2 separate regions of the Bos taurus genome follow, and region 1 is linked to region 2. A link is a contact called in public Hi-C data. All regions are on one chromosome and are shown on one strand. The core of a region is the stretch at or near the end of the contact, and the rest is flanking DNA. Distances in the headings are between cores, read along the strand shown.

Region 1 (2,700 bases), core at 180-2,679, 38 kb after region 2:
CTCAGGTCGTGTTCCTGAGAGAGAGAATTCAGTGTATTCCCTAGAAGTTACATTCAGACCAACGTTGGACCAGGTGCACATCCGTAGTCCCAGAACCATGTGTGAATGGGTCGTGTAGCAGATGTGACTGTCGGGCTTCACTTCCAGTAGAGTTGTGCAGGTTACTAGGACAGGAAGAAACCATGTCCCCGTTTGTTGCAGAAAGATATTTACAAAGATTTACTCAATACCGAAATCTCAGGGGAAGTGTGCCGATTCTTGTTTATTGTACTTAGGCAACAGGTACATGCACGTGATCTGAAGATGTTTGATGCTGTCAGTCACGTGTGGCGGTGAGGGCTGGGCAGCCAAGCAAGCTTGTCGGAAACGCAGTCACTTGATACGTGTGCTAAGACCCAGGAACGCGGTCATCCCAAACTTTCTCCGTGTCAGACCCTGATAGGAAAGACAGTCTTTTCAACACACGTAGGAGGAAAAAGTGGAAAAAGGAAAGAACGCATTTGAAAAGGCAGTATCTGCACTTTGTTTGTTAAATATGAATGTCATCTTACTGTAACTCTAAGCCCCAGACTGCCGTTGGAGGATGCTTACACTTTATGGAGCTGGATATCGTGACCTAAGGAGACCTGGTTCCTGCAGGAGAGGGGTGGTGGCTGCAGTCCCTTCTGCCATGGGGATCCCACTCCTTACATCTGGCGGGTCCCCTCTCCTGTCAGAGAGAGGCGTGGGGAGAACTCTTCCTGCACATGCTCAGGCTAAGTGTGAAGCAGGAGGTGACTGAGAACAGCGGTCTGATCCGCAGTGGGAAAGCAGAGATCAGAGGCACACGTGGGTGTTCAGACCTCCTCAGAGAAGGCTGCACGGAGCGAGGGCCAGCCTGGCCAGACTTGCCCTGAGAGATGGGAGGTGCGCCGAAACAACTCAGGGCACCATCTCAGGATTCTGTGTGTTTCCTGATGGCAAAGCAGCCCTCACTGCAGACTCAGGAGGGGAGATCCAGGACTGCCCTCAGGGGGCATGGAGGGTGGCCCTCCTCAAACGCGGGGGCCCCTGTTTCCTTTTTCTTTCCTGCTCTTCACACTCCCACTCTCCCTGTGACGCTGGTGACTGACCGCTTCTCACTACCTTGAGTGGATGCCGGGTGTAAGAGGTGTAGGAGGGCCGCCCTGCCTGTGTGCTCTGTGGACCTACAGTGGTAGGAGGACTTCCTAGCTTCTCTGTCTTAATGGTGATGATGCTGCTCTCTTGTGGAAAGTCTTTCCCTGGTGAAAACACCTTGGGGTGAGCATCAGTTTCCCTCCTAGACAGTACAGACCTAGAAGCCCCCAGCATCAGCCCAACACTGGCTGGGACTCAGGGCCAGGGCCGCTGACCAGTCCAAGCAGCATGAATGGCCACGTTCAGTCCTCTGGGTCCAGGCCAGGAGCAGAACCCAGTCATCAGAAACCCTTATTCCCTTGGTGCAGCAGGGTCAAGGGCAGAGGTCTCGCAAGCTATTTATATCGCAGCAAGAATTCTCTGCTCTCAACATCACCAAGGTTTACATAAATGGTCATTAGGAAAAGCTGAGTGCACTGCAGACAAGTACATTCTGTACTTAGGAGTGTTTTGCTTGTTTTCCAAAGGGGTTGAGAGGAAGGCAGATGGGAGGGGGGAAATTCTCACATTTTTTGAAAATCTCACATGCATACAACTTGCATTAATGTTTTAAAACACACATTGGCTATAATTAATACCACAAAGTTGTGCACATCTCACATACTGCGCTGACCCAACTGTGAGAATCTGAAAACATAAGTTTCACAGGAAGAAACCCCGCCTCTCTGGGGTCTTAAAGGAAGGATTCTTTCCACCATGCTTCCTTTTGTCATGACCTTAGGGTTTCTCTTTTTTTTTTCTATTTGTGATCTTGCATGATGTTTTAATAGTACTTAAAGTCAGTAAAAGTCCATTCTGCAGTTCAAGGCCAAATTGTACTAATACTTTTAATGCTTTGGTTCAATCTAAGTCGACAGTGTGGGACAATCTACTACTAACATTTCATCTGCCCTTCAGACTTCTCAGAAGTGCTTTTCTGGAATTGTGTTCTGATACCAGTTGTACTCATAGTGGAAGCTCATTATTGTGGATAATCTTTGGTTTTCTTTTTTTAAAAAGTTTTTTTGTAATTAAACCCCGTTGGATAGCACTTTAAAAAAGTCTTATCCTTTACACTAAGTTCTACATATAACTTGAAATATTTGGTGCTTCCATGAGTTTTAATTAGTTTAATAATTTTAATATACTACTTAATAACTACTTACATCCCTTAGAAAGTAATGAAAAAATAAACATGCCCTCGAAAACTAAAAGGCATTGAAGAGAATCGCTGTGATATATGTTGAAATATCACTTTTAATTATTGCAGAAGTATGTGTGCTCTCCCCAGGGCCCAGGGGGGCAGATTGGAAAGCCCTGCACTTGGGGCTCAGGGCATGGCACTGCCTACTTGAAAGTCTTATTGGTTGTGTCTTTGAATTTGTACCCCCAAGTCTCTCTTGGCCCCCTCCCTGCCCTGGGTGCTCCCCAGCTTCTCCCTCCCTCCTCCTGTGCCCCCTGCCCACCTTGGGCAGAGGCCGGCAGGTGACCCCTGCATGTGAGTTGTGGGCTGGGGTTGGGGTGGGGACAGGAGAATCTCAGGGCATGACTTAGTCAGCTCAG
Region 2 (2,700 bases), core at 167-2,666:
ATGGGCTGGCACAGGCTCACATGCCCGGAGGATGGATGGAGCCTGTGCACACAGGAAGCCAACTCAAGAAAGAGATGTCAGCATGCAGGTGTTTGAGGGTGAGGGGGTGGTGGTGAGGTCTGGGGGTAGGGGCGGGATGTAGGAGAAAGGCAGCAGCATTGAAAGAAATAGGAGAGTCAGGACAGCCAGTTTTTAAAGGGTTTTTTGTGTTTTTTTGACACTGCTTTGTTGTTTGTTTTGTTTGGCTTTTGATCACTACTGGAAGGTGAGAAATTCTTGCCACTGTAGTTAGCTTCACCAAACCAAACCATCCCTCTCTGGGCATTTGAGAGCAGAGTTTCCTTGTCCTGCAACTGAAACAAAGATTCTATTTCTCAGCCTTGAAAACTCCACAGGCCACTCGCTGGCTCACCCACTGGCTTCTGGATAGAACTGCAGGTGCATAACTGAACTGGCTGTGTAGTAACCAAGCATGCACACCCAAACACACACATACAGAGAAGCATGTGCCCACACACCAACACACAATACATACAACCAACACCCAGACACACACAGATAAATACATGTATACACAAACACATATACACATCAAATGCACACACGTGGACACAATAAATATATATACATCAAATATATATACCCCCCCACACACAGGAAAACATGTGCCCACACACATACACACAACCACCCAGGCACACACAGATAAATACATGTATATGCAAACACACATATATACACCAAATACACACACGGACACAATAAATATATACACATGAAATATATATACCCACACATGCACAGGAAAACATGTGCCCACACACCTACACACAATACACACAATCACACACACAGACATACACAACAATACACACACATATACACGGAGTCGAATACATACACATACAGCCATATATACACAAAACATACACAAGCGCACAATCACACATTCACAAAATATGCACACAGACCTGCACATGTGCACATACACACACACGTATGTGTGCATTAGGGAGGCTCCCAGCCTTCTGGGGAGAGAGTTCCGGCCACCACAGCCCCTTTCGAGGCACTGTTAGATATCTCCTTTCTCTCCTTTCATGGGATTAAAACACAAGATGCAAATAAATATACGAGTGCCTCCCAGAGTCGGCCTAGTGTGAAAGGGCATTTTGTCTCATGAGCCTCTGCCTGTGAGACCAGGGCTGATATCCTAATGTAGCCCCTGAAATGCCATGCAGTGACTCTGCAAAACCTAACCAAGTGTTCCAAGATGTGCCTGGAACAGGCAGGTGAGATCCTATAAAGATAAATAGAACGCTCTTCCTGGCACTGGCTGCTTTCACATCTTATCAGACGCCCTGTTGTAGCAACAGTCTCGCTCTGTTTTCTCTCCTGCTTCCCCAGAAGATGACTCAACCCGCAGACCCAGAAACCACGGCCCAATTACAGCATTCAGAATGGCTCATGTGGAATGGCTCTCAGCTCCTCTCCGATTGGATCCTGCCTCTCCGGGCTAAATGCAAGTTAACTGATTCCTAAAAATACCCCCTGACGTGAGTCATCCTCTTGCAAGAGCCCTGGGGAATGTTTTCCAAAGAAACGGTGAGGCCCAGCGAAGAGGGGGTTGCTCCCCGATGAGTCATGTCAGTGGTGTGCGGAGCTGTGTCTCCCCTGTTCCCAGGCTCTGGGCTGGGCCGCCGGGCGATTTGCTGAAATGCAAGCCTGGCAGCAGTTCCAACTCCTCCTCCCACACCCGTTCCCAAAATGAAATGAACCTGGGCTCAAGGAGAGGTGCAGGTCAACAGGATTCCCTTTCTCTCCACGAAGAACAGCAGGAAACCCGGGGTCAGCCGTGCAGCTCTGGGCTGGGTCAGTAAGCCTGTTCTTACTGCGTCCCTTTCCCCTATGGCAACACTGAGGGCTAATAACCAGCTGGCCCCCACCCCATCCAGTAAATGGAGAGGGCGCTGGGGCTGTAGACCCTGCACCGCTCTTACAGACCCTGAGGTGGGCAGAGTCTGTGAAGCCAGGACCCCTTTCTGAGCGAAGCAGCTGATCCTCCCAGGGCTTGAGGCTCTGCCCTTGCCAGCAACTGCTGCTCCTTGCTAGCGGGTCCTAGAATGCACATGAAATCAAAAACGTTCACTCAGAGTGGGTTTTCAGATGTAAAAATGTGTCCTGTGGTGGCAAAGAACTTTATAACCTTCCTGAAACGAGGCAGCATGAAACATCAATGACCTCACAAGGACACTGATGTTCAGATAGTACGAGTGCCTCTGCGTGTTGCTGCTACACCATCTTCACAGCAAGCGTGGAGACACCCCGTGCCTGCGCTCTCCCGCTGGCCCCGAGGCCACTCTTAAGGGGCACGTGCAGGGTGCCACAGCCGCTGCGCTCCAAGTCAAGATGCGATGCCTCAGCTGGACCACAGACAGGATGAGGATGGAGCTCAGCTGTGTGTGGATGCAGCTGAGGACAGCCGGAACTTCTGAAGTTCACAAAGCAGCCCTCTGTGTACAGCCTCCTATTAGGAAATTCGATATTCCTTATTGATCTGGGGCCGGGGGAGGGGGCGGTCTCAGAATGGGAAGGAAGGGAAAACCAGCTAAACCAACAACCCGAGAAGGCAAGTTATACACACGAAATCAAGACACCACCACAGTGGGTGTCATATTGCCAGCAGGCCTCTGGGCAAATTGA

The links. Hi-C and Micro-C count contacts between places; a contact is called where the count stands out from the background.
Region 1: a contact with region 2 is called in a Hi-C map of liver, with 1.5 times the contacts expected there. The contact joins two enhancer-like sites. A contact is called at or near these places in 2 of 11 Hi-C or Micro-C datasets (liver and skeletal muscle).

What each region holds. Positions count from the first base shown.
Region 1 is chr13:44,262,307-44,265,006 of ARS-UCD2.0, forward strand. No RefSeq gene overlaps it. Among named protein-coding and RNA genes, the nearest start is that of KLF6, 330 kb to the right of the region's middle. Within about 2 kb of position 1,430, at least 22 of the 102 cell types and tissues checked have an H3K27ac peak or open chromatin away from gene starts, as enhancers often do. A contact at or near this core is called in liver, where this site is marked.
Region 2 is chr13:44,224,200-44,226,899 of ARS-UCD2.0, forward strand. No RefSeq gene overlaps it. Among named protein-coding and RNA genes, the nearest start is that of TRNAG-UCC, 320 kb to the left of the region's middle. Within about 2 kb of position 1,417, at least 60 of the 102 cell types and tissues checked have an H3K27ac peak or open chromatin away from gene starts, as enhancers often do. A contact at or near this core is called in liver, where this site is marked.